Linked DNA regions of Zea mays: regions 1 and 3 are each linked to region 2. The links are chromatin contacts, called in public Hi-C maps. All regions are on one chromosome and are shown on one strand. Each heading gives the region's core, a stretch centred on a gene start, on an enhancer-like site or on the middle of the called end of the contact. The rest is flanking DNA. Distances are from core to core; before and after follow the strand shown.

Region 1 (5,036 bases), core at 910-3,409, 660 kb before region 2:
TTCTGTACTCTCCAGTTTAAGCAATCCATTAGCTGCAGCAAACAATCAGATATCTCATCAATTCTTCCCAAGCGAAACCTCTCAACCTGAATGTTGTTGATGATGCAAAAGGAGGGTCAGGTGACTTGCCATTTTATAAGCTTTAGGCACACTCCATTCTCTAGCCTTCAGAAAACGCATCAAAGTCCCTCTCAGATTTCCTTGATGCACATTCTGCAAACATATTTCAACCAATCACTTTTTGGTGATATTATTCGTATTTTAAAATATTATATCAAGTGTCTACAGAAAAAAAAATGATGTCCACTGATGAAAGAACAAGGTCGATAGAACCAAACAACAAATTGCAATAGACATGTCCAAAACACATAAGCTAACAGAATGCATCTAGCACCAGCCTTCTGATGCCAGCATGCTGACGTAAAAAAGAAAGAAAAAAAAACATTGTTTCTTAGTGGGGCATATTGTGATTCCAGAGTGGTTGCACAACCGCACACGTCCTCGGTTCTGAGACCAACCATGGGCCTTGTCACACTTATCATGAGTCATGACAAGGACTTAAGGACCAAATAAAAATCCGAATCTACAATTGAAACATCTCCACCAGGAACAGTCCAGGCCACAGATGTCAGGAACACGTCAACATCCAGGTCCACCATCAGCACACGTCCAACTACAGGCTTGGACAGAGTCCTCTCATGGGTTAAAAGACTAATGCAGCATGCAACACACCAAACCAATACTTTATATAATCTCTTGTCTTGGGAGTGTCTGACCCTAAAATATTTCTAGTATTCCAACACATGCTTAGAAAGTAGGAAGTCTAGACGGCCTCCTAGCCGGCAGCCAAGACCAGAATTAGTTGCGAGTCAAACATGAGGAGGAGTATTTGGGCTCCAAATGGTGAACTGGGAACAGCACATGACATCGACACCACAACTTGTACCAAAATTGCAGTTGCAGTGAGGACCCAACCAGAGTACTACTTTCATCTATATACCTCGTGACATATCGAAACAAATATCTCAGTATGCAACCCAAACAAAAAAGGAAAAGTTCATTTTCGAAATCATAAAGGTGTTTCTAAAAGCACCAAATTGATTATTCCAAAAACACTCAGACACAGAACAAGTTTATTAAGCTTTACGGCAACAAAAAGACGTTCTTTACAGAACCAAGTTGAGAGCTCAAAATCACTTCAATCCACAACACAAGAAAGTCGAGGGAAAAGGCCAAAATTCTACCTCTGCCGAAAATTCGAAATAATGAGCACAGACAAAAAGTATACTCGAGCACAAGCCGTAAAATGAGCTTCTCTCATGAAAAGAATCAAAACAAGAAGTCTAAGATCCAAATTTGATGTACGCCAGACCAAATAACAGAAATAAGTAGCGGGGGCAGGAAACGAAAGAAATTAAAGCATGCTCAATTTTCAATTCGATGGAAATTCCAACGAGATCGGCAGTAAAAGGTCAGCGAAATTGAGCTCTGGACATAATGAAAACCAAAGATCTAAGCCCTACGCAGCTAACAGGGCAACAGACTAACTCGCAGTTCTTCAGATTTTTTTATGTTGAAGCGCTCAGCAGCACCCCAAGTCCACAAAAAATGCGAGAACTAAAGCAAAACTCGACTTTGAAAAACATGCGCAAAATCTGCCGGGGTATTCGTTCAGAAAACAACCAGAACCAAATCAATCACAAAACGGCAGATATCCAACAGGAACAGCCGAACAGCGAGCGGAGCAGATCGACACCTGGAATGTGCTCTTTAGCGGCTCCTCTACTGCAAGAAAGAAATTGCTGCAGTTCAGTGGCCAAGAAGAAGAAAAAAGGCGAATCTTTTCCTGGTTCTTTGCAAAGAAGAGGAGGAGCACAAGAGAAGAAGACTCACGCTGCTCCATGAGCGCCGAGAACTGCTTGATTGCCTCCTCGGAGGTGGCCGCCATTGCCCTCAACAGGGTACTTGGGGTCAAAAGCCGGGTCTTTCCTGCCTTTTCCAGCTCTCCGTTCCTCTCCTCCTTTCTCCCTATGTTTCTCGCCCTCTTGTTTTGTTCTTGTGCGCTTCGTCGCCAGTCGCCACACCACCAAACCGTGTGGTACAGTGATGTTTGTGGGGCTCAGCTCCGGTGGTTCGCCGGCGATCCTAAGGTTCGGGCCTTCGGGACCTACAGAGTGGTGAGGGGTCCCGTCTCTTAAAAAGGATCAGGCGAGCTTAGTTTTTTTCTCTCTTTTCTTCTGTATCTCTATCGGGTTTTATTTTGAGAGAGGTTATTCCACCAGGTATTTATGTTGTTTATTTATTTACGTTGACATTTATAGCAGCGCGGAGTTCTACTCCAACTCGAGAGATCAACCGGTCACTAGATATGACCAAACGAGCCGTCCGGTTCAGGCTGGTGAAACTTGGCCCGTTTAGGACATAGGCCGATAGACATGTCTATCAAATCGGATCAGGCCTTAATGACTCGGGGACTTTAGATCACTAGCACGGTGTGAGCCTAAACGTGTCGGGTTTGTATAGCTAGCCTGACCTAGAAACAGGACCGTGTCGACCCAAGCTCGTTTTACATATGTGCACAACTAAATTAGCACAACAGGTTGGACGGAACCATGAGCGTTGAGGTGTCGTTGCCTCGTGGAGGCGTCGCGACGGCGGATCCCGACCAGTGATCTGGTTGTGGCTTGTCGTCGGTGGAGCTGTTTGGTGGTGGTGGCGGTGACTTCCTCCCCTTTTCCCCTCGGCGGTTTCTAGGTTCAGGTGATCTCCTTCCTCCTGCTTCCCTGCCCTCTGGTCTTCTCAATTCCACCTAAATGGACCTAGCAAAATTGGATTTTCGGCCGGGGATCGTCTTCGAGGATTCTCTCAGGCTCTGTCTGGCCTCTTCGGTTTATCCAGCTCGTCCGAGCCTTCCCTCGACTTTCTGGTTGGTGATTTCATTTGGTAGATGCATTTTCAAGCTGAACTCAGATTTTGTTGGCTACCTTCTCCAAGCTGCCCTGGGAGGATTTACGACAGGCTTTGAGGTTCATCAGCTTTCTGATCGGGTTTTCTGTTTTTCGTTTTCCTCTAAGGCTGTGGATTTTCATATCTACAATTCAAAGTGTATTGATCGTGTGGAATTCAGAGCCTTTTTCAATCTTTGGAATCATGGTGGCCCTAATTGGATTCATGAGTACAAGAAATTTATTGGTGAAGAGAATGCTTCCTGGTTGACTATTCGGGGCAAGAAGAGTATATATTACGCAGATATTGTTAAGCTCCCTCTCTCTGGTGCTAATGCGGTCCCGATTCTCAACAAAAAGGAGATCTCTTGCGGTGTTGGGCATCCGGATCAGGCTAGAATTTCTGCGTTCAGACGCCTAGGATCTTCTCTTAGTAATTCAGAATTTCAGGGCTCGTGGTATTCGTCTTCTCCGCGGAGGTTAGGACCTCGGGGACTTCGGATTCCGTCGATTGCGAAGATCAAGCCAATTCCCATGAATGTTCCTCGCCGGGGGGCGTCTTCCTCGGTGATTTACTCTGGTCTTAATGGAGGTGTTCATGGCAGCGGGCTTCGTGGGCGTTCAAATTTACAAAATTCAAATTCTGATTTAACTCGGCCCCGCAACCTTCAATGTCGTCCCATTCGGAAAAGGGGGCCCGTCGGGCCTTCGTTTGGACCGTCGGGTGCTTGTCGTCTTAGGTCACCGGGCGTTGGCCCATCTGCTTTTCTCTGCCATTTTTGTAAAGCGAAAGGGCATTTGGAATTATTTTGTCACTTAAAGAAAACAAATTTTGGATTTCCTTTAATTTCGTTCCCTTCCTTTGAGAGCCGAACCAATTCGGTGGGAAAATTAAAATTCCTTGACCACAACTCTTGGTTTCGTTCTCCCGCGGAGCCTCTGATCGGTGGACCTCCTAAGTATGGTTGCTTCGAAGAGTTCGCCTGGGTAGTCTTATTAAAAAAATCTGAAATGACACCTCTCCAGTCCCTGGCGCTTTCATTGTGTGTTACTTCATCAAAACCCCAAACTGCTACTACTTCGCTCGTTTGCTAGCGATCTTCTCTCCCATCTCCTATGGCGTATCGGCGTGTTGATCCAGAGCCTTTTCTTCCTCCGGGCTTCAGCGCAATGGCAGTGCAGCATCGGGAGATCATGGTCAGGTCAGTGATTAGGAGACTCCCTCCAATGCACGAAGATTGGGCTATCGTTAATATTCAACCTTTGTCGGAGCATAAAGTGCTTTTCCCTGCGGTTAGAGATGTGGTCAGAGAATATCTTGTTGAGCATCGGAGGCTCGGGGTGCAGGATATTCAGTGTTCGCACCTAGGTCAGGTTTTGGTGCAGTTTAACAGCGTGCTAGATAGAGACAACCTTGTTTTTCTTGGGCCTCAGCAATATCTTGATGCCACCTTCACTTCTCAAAGACATAATGATGCCTGGAACCATAGGGCACTTTTTTTTAACCGTGAGTGCTGGCTAATGCTGTTGAGATTTCCCCTAGACTATCACTCCTCCGAGTACTTGCAGGCTGCCATTGGCTCTTTTGGCAGATTAATCTTGTGGGAGGAGGACAGGCACAATGTGACTAGGACTATGCTTAGGGTTCGGGTCACATCTCTTGAGGAAGTCCCTCAGTTCATTGTATTTTCTGAAGCAGATGGTTTCCTCGGAGATTCTTGGACTGTGCAATGCGAGATCATTCAACAAAACTTGCTGGGTGGTCAGCCCCAAGACGAAGACCCAGTTCCGGTGGTCCCTAAAGGTGGTCGGCAGCTTCCCCTCGCGTTCTTTGGTCTGGGCCAACCTTTGCCCGCTGCGGGATGGGACCTTAACTTCCCGCCAGGGGAGGATGTTCAGGTTCAACCTGCAGATGATATTCAGGGGGACTGGGACCAGTGGATTGTTAATGATCCACCTGCTCAGCAGTTTCAGCAGGACTTGCCACCTGACGAGCAGCAAATCAGTAATCATCTCTTTGGCTTGTCTTCAGACAGTTCTATTGGTCCCAACCAGGGCGCTCTAGTGCAGAATGGGCAAATTTTGGATGAC
Region 2 (4,683 bases), core at 1,469-3,968:
GTTTAGTATAGGCACAATCCAGAGAAATGCAGTTAGTAGATTATATTAGCTTTGTCCATATAGTACGTCGAATGCAGAACATGTTATACCTTTTTGACTTGTTGCGCACTATCTGGAGGAGGCACAGTCAAATAGCGCGGGAGAAGAATTTTGAACCAATCATGTTCGCGAATTTCACGAATGGTGATCCGCTTCATAGGATCGACAACTAGCATTCTTGGAATCAAATCCCTTGCTGCACCAGACAAATGGCTGGGAAGGGTATATATTCCACCCTAAAGTGCAAGAGAAAAGGAGGGAGATACAGATAGGCTCTAAATCAGCAGGAACATGTAACAATGAACATTTCTAATGTAAAACCGTAGATACTTGCTGACCTTTATTTTCTTAAAAAGGTTTGGTATGTTCTCGTCATCAAATGGCAGAGTACCACATAAAAGAGCATAAAGAATAACCCCACAGCTCCACACATCAACTTCAGGTCCAGCATATAGTTTACCAGATATCACCTGCAGAAAATAAAAGGATACTGTACTGCCTGCCAACAAAGGGGTAGGAAATACGGCCATACTGATCTAATGGGTCCTCTTTATATCTTTGACCTATTATAGAAAGCTTACCTCAGGAGCAGCATAATTTGGGCTACCACAACTTGTCTTCAGAAAATGACCATCCCGCATAACATTACTTAAGCCAAAATCTGCAATCTTAACATTGCATTTTGAATCCAATAGGAGGTTTTCTGGCTTTAGATCACGATGCACCACCATGTTTCTATGGCAATATTCAACACCGGATATAATCTGTATCAAGAGGGGGCAAGAAAGAGAATACTATCACATACAAGCACACTTGAGAAGAATATCACAGATGTTTTGATTTGCTGTCTTCTTGTAAACCTAAGTTTATCATAATTGTAGCACAAACAAACAGAAAGAAATGGTATCACCTGTTGGAAGAAACGGCGAGCCTCTTCCTCCTGCAGCCTACCTTTCTCAACAATGTAATCAAATAATTCCCCACACTTAACATACTCCATAACAACATAAATATCAGCCGGTGTGTCTATAACCTCATAGAGGCGGATAATATGTGGATGCATAAATAACCTCAATATCTTAATCTCTCTTTTAACTGCAAAATGATTTAAAAAAGCAGAAGATCAGACAACATGTTCAAACAATCACCAAGCAACTAGATGGTAATAGCAAATATAGAAGACAAGTGAAAATCATTGCAATGGGTGAGTAGCTAAAGGTTTCTAATTACTGGTCCCAACTAACATTACAAAGAAATGTGCAATCTTGTCCTTCCAGATGAACAGCAAGAAAACAGTGGCCCACTTGCTTGTATCTGTTGCAATTGTGCACATAAAGTGTCATGCCATATAATATGGCTAGGGTGGTCATGGGCTCTAAATTTTACACTATAAAATTTAAGGATAAGATCGGATTAGGATTGGACTCTTATCTCTATTCATTTTTTATCTAATCTAAAATTAATTAAGGGCTCAAATGAATTGTGAAGAAACATTTGGATCGTGGTCCATTACCACCCCTAACCCTAAGTATGCCACGAGAGAAATTCAATCACTATAACAGCGGTATAGAAGCTTAACACATACCACTATAGCAGATAATAGCATATTCCTCAAAAATTAATTACTCTATGGATAAAAGTGAAATCACCATGGAAAATGTTTGTGTATATTCAATACAAAACTCTATATTCAATCAGTAAGCTTAGCAGGGCAACACGAGTATCCATTAGATGAGACACCAACCTTTCTCTTCCATCTCCATGCCTCTGATTTTACGGCGGTTGAGAATCTTGATTGCCACCTTGTGTCCAGTGCTGATATGCTCCGCAATTTTCACCTTCCCGAATGAGCCAATTCCGAGAGTCTTGCCAATCCGATAATTCCTCAACGGGTTGCCATCCTTGCCTGCCCCCTCCATCCTCTGCCTAAGTTCCAAACAAACCGAGATATGATTAAGGAAACGCGAAGGAAACCACTGAAATTCACATGCATATCACACCAGGCGCAATGAAAGCTCGCGGTTCCATTTGAGCAGGCCAGATCCAGCTGGTTCGTCCATCTGAGATTGTGTCCGCACTTCCAATTGGTAATAGGGAATTCTAATTCTAAGTAAAAACGAACATCTCCACCGAAATTAACTCCACTTTCCCACGCCCCCCACCCGATTGACGTCTAGAAATAGGATAACCCCTGAACAACCAGGACGCAATCAAACGCTCGAGAGCTCACGGATCTGTGTGGTAGCTACACACCGCATCTCGCACGCTTCCAGATCGAAACAGGTAGCACCAATGGCCCGAAATCCAAGCGCATCGCCGAATCTCCAGATCGGGGAGGAGTAGGAGGTGGATAAATGGGAGGGCGACGATGAGGTGGAGCCCCTACCTGGCCGCTGGAGGGGAGGCAGTCGCGGCTAGTCGGGAGGATCGCGGCGGAGATGCGGCGGAGATGCGAGAGGGGTGCGAAGCGAGGCGTCACGGGTCGGGGCGGAGCCGCGGAGGGGGGGAAGGGGGAGGTCGGAGGAGAAAGGAGGGGAGGAGATTCGATTCCGGCAGCGGGGTCCAGGGCCGAAAGCGACCACCGCGACGGGAGGCCTCGGGCGTCCGTGGCGCGCGGAGATGCGTGTGCTTCCCCGTGCGGGCGGCTCGCTGGTGCGGTGGGGCCGCGGGGTCGGCCGCAACGGGAGGAGTCGATCGATATGTCGTTTTGCGGGGTCGATGCGACGGCACGGGTTTCTCGCGCGCTACCGTTACTGTGGCGGCGCGTTCCTGTTGCGATTTGGCCAGTTTCGTCGCGGTCGTTGATTTTAGCTACAAATACGAGCACAATATCGCCGACTAAAATTCAGTCTCTACACATCAAATATTTGCATGATAATCATGGGATATTAAACGTTAGCCGTCTACTACTGCTATTATGCTCAGAGGAGGAAGATAGCGTGGGGAAGAAGAAAAAGATACGAAGAATAACCGAATAACATGTGTCTTTACCTTGCCGTCATCAGCGTTAGCCGTCATCTACGTAGTTAAACCCTCTCTTCTCTCTTACGCAGGCTTTACATGGATCATATGTCTTACTGGGCCTAAATACACGACGGCCCAAGCCAGCTTTCTGTTGCAGCTCCTCGTTCGTTTTCCCACCTACTTGTTGCTTTCCTTCGTGTTCAACTACGTAGAACCCTTTGCTACTGACATTAAATATAATCTAATTGTAAAAATAATTATAAAAATAAAGACTGAAATATTAGACAAATTTATTAAATCTAATAAAGTCTATATTTAATACTCAAAATTGATATTCAAATGTTTAATTTGACACGAACTAAACTTGAGTTAGATAGCAGCAACCACTTTCGAAGGCTTAAAATATTCGTTATAGGCGTCCGGATATACAACGGAACAGAACCCAACGTCATTTTAACGGAGTTTAAATTAGAAGACAAAACATCAGTACCGATTCAGTATCATTTGAAATTGATCACCACAGGTTTACTATACAATAAGATTGAAGTATTTAATTTTAGTTTTGGTTGTATGGTCTGTTGTAAATTGATGTCTTTAATTTCGATGTCTTTAATATGGGTTGGTGGCTCTACACGACACTAAGAGGATGTTTGGTTTTCTGACTAAAGTTTAATTCGTGTCACGTAATGCAAGCTTAGTTAAGTTTACTAAATTCGTTTTGCATGCTTAGTCTTCATCTATGTTATTTGTTTTATAATTAGACTATATTTATTACTCATAACTGTCATTCAAACTAAATTTAAATTGAGCGAAACCAAACACTCCTTAAGGCCTTGTTCGGTTATATAGAGATTAGAGATAACAATGGAGACCTGATCACCGATTCCCCGCGGAGAATTCCTCTATTAGGGACGGGTATAGGCTATCTCTAGTACATCGTATATATGATTGCTCAAACACAGTTTCCCACTATTTACATAGTTAAGTTTAAAATATAAAATATGATATAAGATAAGATAGGAAGTTTAAAATAGCAAATATGAACTCTTCACATAGTTAAGTTTAAAATAGAAAATATGATAGAAGATAAGATATGAAGTTTAAAATAGAAAATATGATAGAAGATAAGGTAAGCTACGGACTAAGAGTTGTCTAGACTTAGACTTCTTTTTATATTCTTTTTAATATAATGATACATAGTTGTCGGGTATGATAAATAGGGGTACCTAGATTACGCACCTAAAACACGCTTAAAATCCTAAGAACTCCGTCAAGATACATCCTCCGAGCGCAAGGAACCGAAACTCCACCTCGCCCGAGGTCCCCCTCAGGGGGTCTTACCGAAACTCTGCCTCGCCCAAGGTCTCCCTCAGGGGCCTTCCTAAAACTCCGCCTCGCCTGAGACCTGTCTTGGGCAGGACGAAAGCTCAGGAGAATCTCCGTCCCGGCTGAGGCTCCCTCACCCCAGGACGGCTATGTCCGTCTCGTCCGAGCCTACCTCAGGCGGTAAAGACAAAGCTTGCCCGAGGGCCGTTGGGAGACAACCGCATTCAATGTGTGCACCTACGTCACGTCGGCTGCAGGTGAATCTTTCAACAAAACCACATTCTTGTCAAAGATTCACCTACATCATTACACGTGCACGCCGTCTGACAATTCCTGACGAGACATCGGGTGCAA
Region 3 (4,976 bases), core at 2,091-4,590, 770 kb after region 2:
ATTAAGAGTCTAGTGTCAGCGTCCACACCCTGCCCCCGCCCCCACCCCGCCCGTCCTCATCCCGCGCGCTCCGCTCGACTACCAAAATCCCACCGCCCACCTCTGCAATGGCCGCCTCCCGCGCCCCACCCCAACGTGCGGTGTCATCCTCCCTCCCCCCACCCCACCCCGCTCCGTCATCCTCCCTCGGTTTCCCTCCTATCTGCCCTCCGAATCCCGCTCGTGAACCCTAGACACCCTCCGTCGAGATCTCCAAATCCCACTCTCGAACCCCGTGCCCCCGCCCTCGTCCGCCCCACATCGTGCGATGCCCCCGCCGCGAGAGCTCCCCTAGATGGCATGGAGCGTGTCGCCCACGCACTTGCCCTGACCCTGATTGCACACTACCGCCGCTGGATGTCCACGCGCTGGCCCTCTTCATCTCGCTCGCGGTGGTCGTGGTGCAGACCTCGCTGATCATGGTGGAGCGGAGGGCGAAGAAGCGGATGGTGTTCGTGATGAACAAGCTCATGTGGCTGGTGTGCCTCTTCATCTCGGTGGCCTTCATCGCGCTGACCTACGTGGTGGTGGGGCACGACGACTGGTGGCTGGCCTGGTGCACCATGGGCATCGGCGCCGCGATCATGCTCACCACCCTCGGCTCCATGTGCTACTGCATCGTCGCGCACAGGTTGGAGGAGAAGAACACCAGGAAGATCAGGAGGGCCTCCGCGAGCCAGTCCCGCGGCTCGTGGTCCCGATCAGTCGACTCGGACAAGGAGATACTTAACAGCGAGTACAAGACGAAGATGTACGCGCTGTAGGATGGATAGCAAGTGTAACATGACGGATTCTTTTGTACATACCAGTGCTTTTGTTTCGCCACAGGCTGCTCCATGGCATTCGGCTCGGGATGCAGAGGCTGCGGCACCACATCAGTCTTCTTCAACCAAAGGACTGAAGGCCCTTCCTGCGGAACCAAGTTCAGGTCACTTGACCGGTGTGCCTGTTCCTGGGGAGTGAGAGTCTGCTCAACTGTGTGGTTCTTAGCGCCTGAAACCATCAATGGTGATGGAGATAATTCAGCTAGAAATTTAGAATAGAATAAAGTGTCCGGTACAAAATGCATTGTGTCGTGCAGTAGATATGATGATCTTGTACACGAGGATCTCATCGGAGAGAGTGATTTGTTGAATTCTTGTGGGCAGTTTTTTCCCTTGGGAGTTGGGACTTGGGCTTGTGGTCTGTGACGCAGGGAATATATGTGTTGACAAGATGAAAACTGTCACTGATCGGCCATTTCCGAGACTAAATTTGTGTAACTTGTCGACCACCGGAGTGAAATGTGTATCTGCGAATAACGATATAGAGTATGTGTTTGTTAGCGTGTGTTGGTGACCTGCTTTGATTCTTAAATGAGACTAAAATAGGGAAACACATTTAAAGATGACAGACCTTTATTTCTTCAATCTATTTAAGATAGATTGAAGGAGGAATGATACCTTAATTAATAACCTTTGAGACATAATATACAAATGTTCAAGGAAAATCTTAAATGTTATGATCCCTTTATTATTCTTTCTCGATTAAGGTAAGAGAGTCGCAACTTTGGAGACTAGCAACCAGGTTTCCTTTAGAAGGAAAAGTGTCCCTGTATATTACAGTGTACCTCTATTTATATGACGAGGTAGAGTACAACTTCGTATAAAATTATAAACATACTCTCAGTTCATAAACATACATCTATACTATTCTATTAAGACAGTAGTGTCAGCGTCCACACTCAATGCCCCCACCCCCGCGACCACGTCGGCCCGTCCCTAAACTAGCGCGCCCTCGCCCCCATCCGCGTCAAGCGTCACCCGCCACACCCGCCCATCCCAGCGCGATTCTCGCGTCGCAACGCCACACCCGCCCATCCCGGCGCGACCGCGTTATCGCCCTCGACCCTCGCAACATCGCCCTGCTCATCTTCAAGGCCCTCGCCCTTGACCTACAGGGCCACCACCTCCCTGTGATGCGCGTCCTCGCGCCGCCGCGCGCCCAAAGCTCGACCGCGTCGTCTTCGTCAAGCTGGACGTCGGCCACACGCCACCCGTCGTAGCTCCACCTCGCATCTCCGGCATGCTGCACGTCCCACGCAGGCAGTCCGATGAGGCGCGGCGCCTACAAGCAGTGTGTCGACTTCAGCCCCTCGCGCCGCCACCGCGAGGATGGCCTCCTCGCCCTCTGCTGCCTTGACCGCGACGTTGGGCTCTTCAAGCGCCGTCATGACGAGCCTGCTCCTGCCGTCGCTGTCTCCGATTCGACTCCTACACCCTTGAAGTCGACGGTACTGCAATAGAAAAATTGTGGATCTTGCCCACGATGCTCATATCCACCGTGCCCACCGTGCTCCCACCAGCACCCGCTCATGTCCAAGGAACTCTTCGGCTACTTCGTTGCGCCGTCATCTTCCCCATATTATGGTCGCCACACCACTGTCCCTACTGCTCCTGGCGGTCGCCTGCCAACCGCAACGTCGTCGTCTGCAACATCGACGTCGTCGTCCCTTTCTACTCAACAGGCGTCATTTTCTTCGGTCCTCTTGGACACGGCTTCTTCAGCTCTCCTCCAGGCTCCAGCTGCGCCTCGGTCACGTGCCCACTGGTCTCCAGTCGTCGTGTGGTAATCTTCCTGTGATATGCACACTTCTCCCTCTCCCTTTTCAACTGTCGATCAATGAAGAAGGTAGGATTGGGCCGCTGCTCGCCGTGATTTTTGCCAGAGAGGGAGGGCCGACTGGTGGTCGGTGCCACCAGTTCTTAGCGTGGCTTGTTGAGCGTGAGAGACATAGAGATGGGGAAGAAGATGTTGTGGTTGCTGGTGGGAGATGTTGGGGAATGCTCTCTGTTCGTGGGGATGAGTTCCATGCCATGGTTAACTATTTCCCAAAAAATCAGCAGGTTTACCTGGCGTAAGCTACATTTCTTCCTAGACTAACATGCTTGCATTTCCTAAAGGTTTGACAAGAGGATAACTGATGAGTTCCATGCCATGGTTAACTATTTCTTCAAGTGTGCAAGTGCGTCTATGGACTGTATGGTTCTTTGGTTTTTGTTGTTCGCTGAGGTGCAAAGTAGGAAGAAAATGCGGCCCTAACCTTGCAAGCGGGGAATGTATCATTTTTTGGTGCAACTGAAATATGTGGTGTTATTTTTTGTGCACTAACAATTTGTTGAATATTTTGTATACCGTTGCAACGCACGGGCATCTAACTAGTAGTTCAAAATAAACTCAATGGACACCATCTTTCCCAGATTGAATCGTGGACGCCCATAAACAAATTCCCCAGCGTCTCCTCTCCTCTCCTCTCCTTCCCCGGCACCGTGCTCTGTTGTGCTGTTTGGTTCCGTCGCGTCGCGTCCCGTGCTCAGATCAGATCTCTCCTCTCCCCCGACCCCGAGTGGAGTGCCTCCCTCCCCCCCTCCCGCTCCAGACTAGCGGAGAGAGATCTCGGCACCGCCGTTCGTCGCCATGGCGGCGGCCAACGCTCCCATCGCCATGCGCGAGGCGCTCACGGTAATACCTCCGCTACCCTCTCTCCCCTCTCATGCAGTACATATCTCCATCCACTCACCCACTGATCATTCCTTGCTCGTTCTCCGCGCAGCTCACCAGCCTGGGCATCGCGCCGCAGTTCGTCACCTTCACCCACGTCACCATGGAGTCGGAGAAGTACATCTGCGTCCGCGAGACCTCCCCGCAAAACAGTGTCGTCATCATCGACATGGCCATGCCCATGCAGCCGCTCCGACGGCCCATCACCGCCGACTCCGCCCTCATGAACCCCAACACCAGGATCCTCGCCCTGAAAGGTTCGGATTTGCTGCCTCTACCTACCGCCCGCACCTCCTATAGATCTAGCCCTTTCGGTTCTCTCCACTGCGCGGAATCTCATCCTTATCATGCCCATCCTAGCCAAAGTCCTTGTTAAATAGTCAGTTGCCTCTCTAGGAATTCCGCAGCGATCTAAGCTTCTGCTTCCCTACCATGGCAGCCGAATTCTGCACTAGCGACTGACATCAAGCCTTTGCTTGAGATCTGTGCATTAGCTGCCTGCAGGGCTTTATGTATACCTCTCTGTTTGTCTGATCCTGTGTGCAAGCCGTGTAGAATGAACGAGGCTCTGGCAACATGGGACGCTATAATTCTAGCCTGCCATACATTTGTAATCCGTGTAGTCGTTGTCACTGCGATGAGCCAGATCCAGTTCGGTTTAGCATAGAATGGAACCATTAGGATTGTAATTTTACTCTGTTTTAGTCTTCACTGTTGCTGCTCACATTCGATCGACGGCTTCCTACCTGCTTGTTGCTGGGCATTGCTTGCTTAATTTATATTTGAGTATATATTTTGTTAGATGAAGTTCTTACTTGTCAGCAACTCAGCATTGCTGTTGGCTGGGGTACTCTACTATAGTCAGGATATTGATGCTAACAATTCCCAAATCAAATGACTGGTTAAGACATTGAGTAGCTATATATACTGCTTAACATATAGTTTGAGAATAATTGCAACAATGGTAAACATCTGCTGATTTTTTGCAGCCCAAATACCTGGAACAACACAGGATCACCTTCAAATATTTAACATTGAGGCTAAGACTAAGATCAAGTCTCACCAGATGCCGGAGCAGGTACAAAACACTTTCCAATATGACATTTTGCATATGGCTTCTTTTTTCTAGCTGTCAATGAGATGTACTTGAAGTAACATGTTCCATATATTTACTTTTCAACTGCAGGTCGTATTCTGGAAATGGATCACTCCCAAACTGTTGGGTTTGGTGACACAAACATCAGTTTACCACTGGTCGATTGAAGGTGATTCTGAGCCCACCAAGATGTTTGATAGGACGGCTAATCTGGCAAACAATCAGATCATCAACTATCGATGTGACCCAGCGGAGAAGTGGCTTGTACTTATTGGAATTGCACCTGGAGCCCCAGAGGTAT

Evidence for each region. Hi-C and Micro-C count contacts between places; a contact is called where the count stands out from the background.
Region 1: a Hi-C map of leaf shows a contact between it and region 2, with 5 times the contacts expected there. The contact joins the promoter of LOC100216821 here to the promoter of LOC103647175 in region 2. A contact is called at or near these places in 3 of 25 Hi-C or Micro-C datasets (ear and leaf).
Region 3: a contact with region 2 is called in a Hi-C map of leaf, with 3 times the contacts expected there. The contact joins the promoter of LOC100193501 here to the promoter of LOC103647175 in region 2. A contact is called at or near these places in 2 of 25 Hi-C or Micro-C datasets (leaf and tassel).

What each region holds. Positions count from the first base shown.
Region 1 is chr2:159,160,079-159,165,114 of Zm-B73-REFERENCE-NAM-5.0, reverse strand. It overlaps LOC100216821, which reads right to left and starts at 2,159. Exons shown (of 11, transcript NM_001143217.1): 1 at 1,894-2,159; 2 at 1,757-1,785; 3 at 130-213; 4 at 1-32. The coding sequence starts at 1,948.
Region 2 is chr2:158,504,187-158,508,869 of Zm-B73-REFERENCE-NAM-5.0, reverse strand. It overlaps LOC103647175 (SNF1-related protein kinase catalytic subunit alpha KIN10-like), which reads right to left and starts at 2,718. Exons shown (of 11, transcript NM_001301590.2): 1 at 2,426-2,718; 2 at 1,784-1,965; 3 at 950-1,134; 4 at 621-803; 5 at 378-509; 6 at 90-275. The coding sequence starts at 1,958.
Region 3 is chr2:157,733,313-157,738,288 of Zm-B73-REFERENCE-NAM-5.0, reverse strand. LOC100193501 reads left to right here and starts at 3,340. Exons shown (of 29, transcript NM_001358758.1): 1 at 3,340-3,540; 2 at 3,632-3,836; 3 at 4,569-4,657; 4 at 4,766-4,972. The coding sequence starts at 3,496. LOC103649013 (ankyrin repeat-containing protein At5g02620-like) reads left to right here and starts at 53. Exons shown (of 1, transcript XM_035965376.1): 1 at 53-1,347. The coding sequence starts at 459. The coding sequence ends at 803.